3 separate regions of the Mus musculus genome follow, and all the other regions are linked to region 3. The links are chromatin contacts, called in public promoter capture Hi-C maps. All regions are on one chromosome and are shown on one strand. The core of a region is the stretch at or near the end of the contact, and the rest is flanking DNA. Distances in the headings are between cores, read along the strand shown. Region 1 overlaps Dnah2 (dynein, axonemal, heavy chain 2). Region 2 overlaps Dnah2 (dynein, axonemal, heavy chain 2). Region 3 holds the start of Alox12b (arachidonate 12-lipoxygenase, 12R type).

Region 1 (3,005 bases), core at 254-2,753, 370 kb after region 3:
TTATTAGGCTTGTGTAGAAAATACCATGACCTACTGAACCATATTCCGGCCCTCAGTTGTGTGCATGTACGCATGTTCGATTTTTTTTCTTTCTTTCTTTCTTTCTTCCTTTTTTTTTTTTTTTTTTTTTTTTGAGTCTCAGCTGTGAACTCACGATTGCAGAAATTCTGCCTCTGCTTTCTAGCAGCTGCGACTGCAGACCTGGGCCACCACCCCCGGCTCTTTCAATTTTTATTTTCAAAAAACTCCAACTCGTAGAAAATTTTCAAGAAAAATAAAGTTAACAAAATATCCTTGCCTCCTGGATTCAATGTCAATGCTCCATCTGTCTGTCCCCTCTTTATACCTGAGCCTTTGTGAGCTGCAGGCATCCAGATGCCACACCCTTAATGCTTGGCCTGTATCTTCTAAAATTACTGTAATTATGGTGATAGAAAAATTTATCTAATACAATATATGTCCACATTTAACTTCCTCCAGTTGTCCAAATGATGTCACGTATAGCTGGATCTCTTCCTCCCCATCCATATCCCGCCCAGGGCTATCCATCGTCTTATTTTGTTGTTGCTGCTGTTTCTCTTCTGAAACAGGGTCTCACTATGTAAGCCCTGGTCTAGAATACACTGCTACATAAATTAGGATGGCTTTCAACTCACAGAATCCTTCCACCTCTATCTCCCTAATGCTGAAATTAAAGGTATGTACCACCATGCCTAGCCTCTGTGTGTGTGTGTGTGAGAGAGAGAGAGTGTGTGAGTGTGTGTGTGTGTGTGTGTGTGTGTGTGAATGAGTGAGTGTGTGTGTGTGAGTGTGTGTGAGTGAGTGTGTGTGTGTGAGTGAGTGTGTGTGTGTGAGTGAGTGTGTGAGTGTGTGGTGTTTGAGGTGCATTTTTGTTTGTTTGTTTGTTTGTTTAGGTTTTTTTGGTGGGGTATAGACAGAGTTTCATACTCAGGCTGGCCTGGAACTCCTAATACTCCTTCCTGCCTCTGTTTCCTACAACCTCCTTTCATTTCAACAACTCCTATCCTTTGCTATCCTCTGTGTGTGTGTGTGTGTGTGTGTGTGTGTGTGTGTGTGTGTGTGTCCTCCTGTTTTAGCCTCTCAGGTGACAGGATTACAAGCATGTACCATCATGTCGGGCTTTCTCTTTTACGTTGTACTATCAATCACTCTAAGAATCAAGCCAGATGTTTTTCAAATGTCCCTTAATTTGGATTTATCTAAATGCTTGTTATTAGGTTGAAGCTAAATGTTCTCGGTGGAACGCCATAATGTTCCCCAGAACTGGCATCCTTACATTTCAGTGCTGAAACTAAAATGCACGCTGACATTAACGTGAGAGGCCGTCGGTAAGCAGCAACAGCGCAGCCTTCTCACTCCCAGACGCCGTTCCTTGTGCATCTCAGGAAAATTCTTTGTATGTTCTCTCTAAATCCACACTGTGACGGCTGTCTACTCCTGCAGCTGGGCTGTGCCCATCCCTCGTGTCTATTCGCGTCTCCCTAATTGCATTAATGTGTCCGGCCTTTTCTTTCTCATGAACGGCGGCTGCCTCAGCCTTGCGCTCAGTCGGTGACGGATTTTCAACCACAGCTATTCAGTTCCCCGCCATTTCTCATCTGGTTTTGTAGCACGCTGCCTTATTCGTTCCCTAAGATCCGTGCCCCACCTCCCCCTTTCATCTCCTTCCACCTTTTATCATCTCGTAGAGACTGAATTCATGTTGGTATCGAGTTGCACCGTGGCTGTTGTGAGGAGCCTCCTTCCTTGGGTTAGATCTCCCTCCTGTATACGCGCTTTGTTCTTTTTTTTTTTTTTCTTCCCTTTGTCCTTGGTATAATGTGCCCGCCGTTGCCATGCAATTTCGCCCCATTTTGCTCATGCCTGAGCAGCTTTGTCAATTCACTCTTTTGGCTCTAGCACACTGTGGGCGACTTCTTGATGCCCCACTGGGAGAGGCCAGTTTATTTTGCCTCTTGAAGGTAAAGTGAAAGGATTAGGTATTTTATGTTATTCTCTTTTCTGTAGCCTGAGAGACTTGTGTGAGGAGGGGCACGTGGTTAAGGCTAATTTAAGGCAATAGCAAATCTTTGTTAAATGACAAACCTCTTGGGGGATGTTTGGAATGCTCCAAGGTTTTCCCCCAACCAAGTGCGGGAAGAGAAGGAACTTGGAGCTTCAGCACAGTTTAGGGTTCACACCTGTTTGTGAAATTCACTAGATTTGATTATGCCTTTTCCCTGTGTTCTGTGGATCCTGGGCTGTGAGCTGCCTTCATGTCCCAGGTCTCACTCTTTGCCCCTTTTATCAGATACTAGGTTATGGACTCCCCCACTCCCACCTCTACCCCTGCCCCAGTGAAGAAGGGTTTATTTTGGCTAACGGTGTGACAGGGCACAGAGCATCACAGTGGAGAAAGGCGTGGGCATGGCAGGAGGAGACACTCCTTGGAGTCTAAAATCAGAATGCCGAGAGACATGACTCTTTTTTTCCCTTTCTGTGCTGGGGATTGAGTGCAGGGCCTCCTGAAGGTTCCACTAAGCTACTGTGCGTAGTCATTTTTTAAAGGAAGTTTAAACTAGCCACCCTAACCTGGAGAATACAGTAAAATCTCTCATCTACTGTTGTAGCAAGTTAAATGGATCTGTCTCTCTCTCTCTCTCTCTCTCTCTCTCTCTCTCTCTCTCTCAAGATTTTATTTATTATATGTATGTGAGTACACTGTCGCTGTCTTCAGACACACCAGAAGAGGGCATCAAATCCCACTGCAGATGGTTATGAGCCACCATGTGGTTGCTGGGAATTGAACTCAGGCCCTCTGGAAGAGCAGTCAGTGCTCTTAACCTCTGAGCCATCTTTCCAACCCACTCATATCTATTTTTATACATTCCTTTAATGCTGCTATTCATCATTTATACTCCTGCCCTAGTATTAACTGTTTTAATTACTATAGTTTAATAAAGGATTCTTATGTCTATGAATCTCCTTTATTACTTTCTTCATCA
Region 2 (3,018 bases), core at 413-2,912, 310 kb after region 3:
TAGTGATGGGATTAAAGGTGTGAGTCACCACCACCCCCTCCAATATTTTTATTTTTTTGAGACACAGTCTTACTCTGTAGCCAATTATATAGCCCAGGATTCCTTCAAAATAGCAGTTACCCTCCAGCCTCACCTCCTGTGGACTGAGATCACAAGCGCGAGCCTGTCTGTTATATTTTTCTGTACATGGGTCTGTATATTTTCCTTAACTTTTTTTAAAAAAGATTTATTTATTTATTATATGTAAGTACACTGTAGCTGTCTTCAGACACTCCAGAAGAGGGCATCAGATTTTGTTACGGATGGTTGTGAGCCACCATGTGGTTGCTGGGATTTGAACTTCGGACCTTTGGAAGAGCAGTCAGTGCTCTTTAACCACTGAGCCATCTCTCCAGCCCCTTTCCTTAACTTTTTAATGTTGTATCTTTCTATAGTTTGCTTTAGGGATGGCAAGATGGTGCCGAGGCCAAGGGCATTTGCTATGCCAGCATGGTGATCTGGGGTTTTGACCCCCCCAGAGCCCATGTAAATATAAAAGGTAGCTGACCACCAAGGTCCAGCCAGCTTCAGCATAGTCTGGAAGAAAAGGCCACATCCTGCTGCTAATACTGGGCAAGATATCTGAGACACCCCTACACCTTGAATGCTGTGCTGACCAAACCAAACTCCTCAAAATCAAAATTAACCAACTCGTCCTAACACTGGGTTCTTCTCCCCCATTTATAAACTGTCATTTGCCTATGGGGCCGCATCTGTCTTCTCTCCATCCAGAGGCAGTCCATTGTCCTTCCAGAGCAACTATGCTTTCCCCCTCTCCCTTGTTCCTTTTCTCTTCTCCCTCATTCTCACCCTCATCTGTCTCTGATTCCCTGCCCTTTGTCCCTCTGGGGCAAATAAATCTCCCGTGGTGCTGAGAACTTAGTCTTGCTGCTGTGTCCTGTGCTGACTCTGGTCATTCATAGCCAACTCCACAAAGCTGCCCTCTAGCCTCCACACATGTGCTATGGCAGGCATGCCCATACACATAGATCATGCACACACACTCTTTCACATGCACACATACACACACACACACTAATAATAATAATAATAAATAAAAATGCAAAGCTTGCTTTGTCTGAAAAGGGTAGTTATCACTGTAGTCAGAATACATATGCTGAATGGGTGCCTTCAAGTTTTTGAGGCAGACTCATGGCCTTTACATGTTCAGTGTCTATATGCTCTTTATGAATCAACTATGAATCAACTCAAAGTTGTCCGTTGTGTTGTTCAAATCTTCCATGACCGTAAATTTCAGTCAGCCTGGTTTACTTACTAAGAGGTTAAAACCCGCCTCTATTCTATGGGTTTATCTATTTCTCCTGACATCTCAGCCAATTTAGCTTTAGTTCTTTTGAGTCTGCATCTTAAGTACATCCAAATTCAATCTATTTTATCTTCCTGGACAATCTGAACCTTTTTTTTTTTTTTTTTTTTTATCTTGAGGTGACTTTGTATTTCCAGTAAAGCGTTTTGCCTTGAAGGCTGTGCTGTCTGTCTGTCTGTCTTGGCTTCCCCAGCTCTCTCTGGATGCGTAGCGATCTGGCAGACCTCCTCCCCTGAGACTCCCAAGCCTTTGTCCTTCAGCTTCAGGTGTGTCTCATGTAGGAGACACTCCCGAGGATTACCGTCAGGGCGGGGACTTTTCTTCCAGATGGCGTGTTTGCCCCGAGGGCGCTAACAGATTCTGTGCCTGTTGCTTACCTGGGTTTCAAGATCCTTATCACAAAGCTAACTCCAAACTCTGCTAGTTAATTAAGAGTGTCTGAATGATGGTCACATCACTTATCAATTTCTCTGTTAGACACACTCCTGAAGCCTTTGGATTTTATTTATCAATAGAGGAAGGGTTCACGCACTGAAGAGGCTTGATAGCCTTGATCTCCTCCTACTGCCTTCTGTCTCTCTGCTCACCCTGTGACTGCCATCTTGGGCTCTCTGTTGACCAACCCCTGAAGCTTTATTTAAGCTTCTCTTGAACGAATGGTATTCCTGTGTCTGCTTCTCTGCTAACTTTTCATAGTCTGTACCTACACTTTAGTGAGGCCACATTCTCTCGGCTCATGAACATATTAGAGGCTTTTTGTTTGTTTGAAATAAGCATAATTGAAAGTGTAGCTGATCTAGCCTTCTATAAGATAGGTTGGATGAGACAGAATTTGAAGTCAGAAATTATTTACCCCTGGAATTTTGAAGGCTGCTCCATTATTAGCATACTTAACATTATTGTTGAGACACAGAACAGCCTGGTTTGTGGTTGTTTTTAGTCTCTTGCCTCTTTTTTCTTTTCCTCCTTGGAAACAGCTGAAATAGTCTTCTTGTTCAATATCTAGAATTTCCCAGGGGCAGCCTGTTAAAGGACTGTTCTAGTCCACGTTTATGTGGGATTTCCTTTAGCTGTGAGCAAGGACCTCATCCCTCCATGCTCTTCTCTGTGACTTTTGAAATTGTTTGAATGTTATCTCACCTAGATTTTCCTTTAAATCCTATCTCTTCTCCCCTTTGTCTGCCATAGTCCTTTCTTAATAGCATTTCATTAGAATTTCACTTGGATAATTCTGATCATTGTTCAGGGTGGAGTCTTGGTGGCCCAGGCTGACCTGAATGCATAGAGGGGACCGGCTATCCTCCTCACCCCCAGAGTCCCTGTGTCTGCAGAGATGCCCACCACTCCCCAGCAGAGGCCATTGATGGTTTGCTTTGTATTTCCTCTCCTTGGCCTATCTATTTCTCCACCAGGCTCTTTCTTGTTTGTTCGGGTTCTTTTGTTAGGGAACCTAGGCCCTGCAGGTAACCAAGTCCTAAGCAGATAGGTATGCAAGCCAGACAAGGACAAGCCCAGCCCCAGCACACCCCCTACACACACACACACACACACACACACACACACGCACACGCACACGCACACGCACACGCACACGCACGGTGGGGTGCAGGCTGGAGGGAAGGGGGGTCAGTCTCACTGCCATCACCTTTTCT
Region 3 (2,996 bases), core at 97-2,596:
AACTGCTGCTCTTCGTGAAGATTGGGGTTCAATTCCCAGCACCCACATGGTGGCTCACAGCCTTCTCTTACTCCAGTTCCAGGGAACCCAATGCTACCTTATGGCCTCTGCAGACACCAGGCACCCAAGTGGTAAACAGACACTCCTACATAGACACCCACACATCTAAGACAAAAAGTTTTTTTCAATCTTAATTCTCTCTCTCTCCTTCTCTCCCTCTTTTCTTTCCTTCCTTCCTTCCTTTCTCTCTCCCTCTCTTTCTTTCTTTCTTTCTTTCTTTCTTTCTTTCTTTCTTTCTTTCTCTCTCCCTCTCTTTCTTTCTCTCTCCCTCTCTTTCTTTCTTTCCTTCTTTCTTCCTTCCTTCCTCTCTCTCTTTCTTTCTTCCTTCCTTTCTCTCTCTTTCCTTCTTTCCTTCTTTCTTTTTTTCTTTCTTTCTTCCTCTCTCTCTCTTCCTCTCTCTTCCTCTTTCTCTCTCTTCCTCTCTCTCTCTTCCTCTCTCTCTTCCTCTCTCTTCCTCTCTCTCTCTCTCTCTCTCTCTCTCTCTCTCTCTCTCTCTCTCTCTCTCTCTCTGTGAGATGATGGTCTTCCTTTGTAGCTCAGGCATCAGAGGCTCTTGGCTCAGCCTCCAAGTAGCTGGAAGTTGAGGTGTGGACCACTGTGCCTGACTTTAGCCTGATCCCTTTGGGGGTTGGAGATTGAACTCAGGGTCTCCCACATTTTCTGTATGTTCTCTACAGTGAACTGAAGTCCTTTAGTCTTATTCTCCTGCCTCAGCTGTTCTCTCAACTGTCCTCTGCGTATCAACACCAGGTTCTCCTAAGTAGATACTGGCTAACAAGGAAGCAGCAGCTACAGGCTTTAGGCTCCAAACCCTTCCACCCTGCATCTCTTGTCCCTTGTGGTCTTTAGTCTCCTGGCTTCAACATTCTTCCTGATGTGTACTGCAGGCCCTGGGTTCTAACGCAAAAGCAGGACACTGGACAGCACGTCTGTATCACTCCTCATGCCTTCCAAAGCAGGTCACTTCTGATTTTGGCCAGGTTCAGCATGGGTGCCTGTCGCTGCAGCCAATGGGGGCGAACAGCTTATTAGTTTGATAAAGATCTGAAGGCCCTGCCCCGCCCCCTCCCCCAACTTCCCTGGGGCCCTGGCTCAGCCTAGACAGCTCCCACACCCTGAAGGCTGCTTCAGCCTCAGCATCTTCTATCCGCCCTCTCAGCGCCCTGCCTGCGGTTCCTCCCCATCAGCTCCTATAGGTCTCAAGCGCAGACGCCTGCTCACGGGCTACTGGCCCGGCTCCGCCTCATCTGCCAGGCTCACATCCCTCCCGCCCCGCCAAGGGCAGCAGCTGCTCCCGGCTCCAGAGGCATTCGCGGGACAGTGGTTCCCGCTGACTGCTCCATCACTGACTGCTCCATCACTCTTCGCTGTCTGGCTTCCCTTGTCTACCTCGTTTCTAACTGTGTGGCTTTAGCCATAGTGTCCGGGATTGAGCCCTCTCTTGGCTCCTGAAGAGCGGCCATGGCCACCTATAAAGTCAAGGTGGCCACGGGCACTGACTTCTTTTCGGGGACGCTGGATTCAATTTCACTGACCATCGTGGGGACCCAAGGAGAGAGCCATAAGCAGCGGTTGAACCACTTTGGGAGAGACTTTGCCACGGGGGCGGTAAGTGCGCACGCGTCACCCAGGATGGATGGAGGCTTGGGGTGGATGGAGGTATCCGGTAGGCAGCCAGAGCTGGGCCAGGGGACTGGAGAACCAAGGACAACTCTAACACTGTGGGCTCCCAACTGGTTTCCTATCTCTCCCCACACATATTCATCCTCTTTGCTCACTCTTCTCTCATTCTTTCCAACCAATACATCCTTCTCCCTCTTCTTTCCTTGCCCCCTCCTCTTCTCTTTGAGCTTATCCACCTCTCTCAGTTCTCTTCCACACCTTAAGGTTTCTTCTATTCTCATGCCTTTCCATCACCTCTCTCCCATCCTTACTCACTCTTCCTCAGCCACGTTGCATCACAACTGGCTTCCATTTGCATTGGATTCTCTGTGACTTCAAATGGCATCCGACCAGCCTGGCCAGTGGGGACTTGCTTTGCCCTAATGGAAGCCACTCTGTGATTTTGATAGCCTTCTGCTCCTGTGTGATCCGAATAGGCTCCGTCATCTGTGTGGCCACTTCTGAATTCCTACATCTTCCTTGAAAAGTGGGAGAAGGGCAGGGGGGCACTCTGCTGTCCAGTCTAGGAGTGCAGGATGCTAGGGAGTCCTGGGCGCTGACTCTTTTGCCCCCAAGATTCTAAATAGCTCCTGCAGCCTCAAGCGACTGGGACCTTAGGAAGGATGGATAAGGCAGGGGTCTTTCCCTGCCTTGGGTAAATGGGCCCAGCAGAGGGCAGCCAAGTCAGGGGGTTCACATCTGTGCCTTCTCTTTATCCTTGCTCTGTGCACTCCTCAGTCCAGCAGGGGAGTGTTACTAACATGAGCAGGTAAAGGGTAAGCCTTCAGGAACTGGCCAGGTCACTCAGCCCCCATGTTTTGTGCAGGTGGATGACTACACGGTACAGTGCCAGCAGGACCTGGGGGAGCTTATCATCATCCGTCTGCACAAGGAGCCTCATTCCTTCCTAGCCAAGGACCCCTGGTACTGCAACTATGTGCAGATCTGTGCTCCCGACTGCCGTGTCTACCACTTCCCAGCTTACCAGTGGATGGATGGCTATGAGACCCTGGCACTCCGGGAGGCCACAGGTGAGCCAGCACTGACCACCTCATCCCATGCAGGGAGTTTCCTTACTCTTGCCCAGCTACTCCAGATTGGCCACTTCGGGATCCCATCAAGTCAATCAGGCATGGCCAGCCTTAGTGCCCATTGCTGCTCTGGGCTTAGCTTAGGGCTGCACAGTGAAGGAACCCAAGTGTATGAGGCCCAGGGAGTACTACCAGCTCATGCAGAGAGCACTATCAGCCTCATGCAGAGAGCATTCCCAGATC

Evidence for each region. Promoter capture Hi-C pulls out the DNA fragments that hold promoters and counts their contacts.
Region 1: a promoter capture Hi-C map of hippocampal neurons shows a contact between it and region 3, with 4 times the contacts expected there. The contact joins the enhancer-like site here to the promoter of Alox12b in region 3. A contact is called at or near these places in 24 of 39 promoter capture datasets (the 3T3-L1 cell line, the C10 cell line, the HPC-7 cell line and 14 more), 1 of 15 datasets of contacts at CTCF or cohesin (the NIH/3T3 cell line), 7 of 484 Hi-C or Micro-C datasets (the 63-12 cell line, the HPC-7 cell line, bone marrow-derived macrophages and 3 more), 4 of 115 datasets of contacts at active chromatin or transcription factors (bone marrow-derived macrophages, craniofacial prominence, embryonic hindbrain and 1 more) and 4 of 9 other capture datasets (adipose tissue, embryonic stem cells, liver and 1 more).
Region 2: a promoter capture Hi-C map of embryonic stem cells shows a contact between it and region 3. The contact joins the enhancer-like site here to the promoter of Alox12b in region 3. A contact is called at or near these places in 17 of 39 promoter capture datasets (the C10 cell line, the HPC-7 cell line, HPC-7-derived erythroid cells and 11 more), 1 of 15 datasets of contacts at CTCF or cohesin (the NIH/3T3 cell line), 2 of 484 Hi-C or Micro-C datasets (bone marrow-derived macrophages and hematopoietic stem and progenitor cells), 1 of 115 datasets of contacts at active chromatin or transcription factors (embryonic stem cells) and 3 of 9 other capture datasets (adipose tissue, liver and macrophages).

The regions. Positions count from the first base shown.
Region 1 is chr11:69,525,763-69,528,767 of GRCm38.p6, forward strand. All of the region lies in intron 4 of Dnah2 (dynein, axonemal, heavy chain 2), which reads right to left. Among named protein-coding and RNA genes, the nearest start is that of Dnah2, 22 kb to the right of the region's middle. Within about 2 kb of position 1,504, at least 80 of the 459 cell types and tissues checked have an H3K27ac peak or open chromatin away from gene starts, as enhancers often do. A contact at or near this core is called in craniofacial prominence, hippocampal neurons, nephron progenitors and 1 more, where this site is marked.
Region 2 is chr11:69,467,814-69,470,831 of GRCm38.p6, forward strand. All of the region lies in intron 39 of Dnah2 (dynein, axonemal, heavy chain 2), which reads right to left. Among named protein-coding and RNA genes, the nearest start is that of Kdm6b, 53 kb to the left of the region's middle. Within about 2 kb of position 1,663, at least 16 of the 459 cell types and tissues checked have an H3K27ac peak or open chromatin away from gene starts, as enhancers often do. A contact at or near this core is called in embryonic stem cells and trophoblast stem cells, where this site is marked.
Region 3 is chr11:69,155,726-69,158,721 of GRCm38.p6, forward strand. Alox12b (arachidonate 12-lipoxygenase, 12R type) reads left to right here and starts at 1,347. Exons shown (of 15, transcript NM_009659.2): 1 at 1,347-1,668; 2 at 2,549-2,753. The coding sequence starts at 1,522.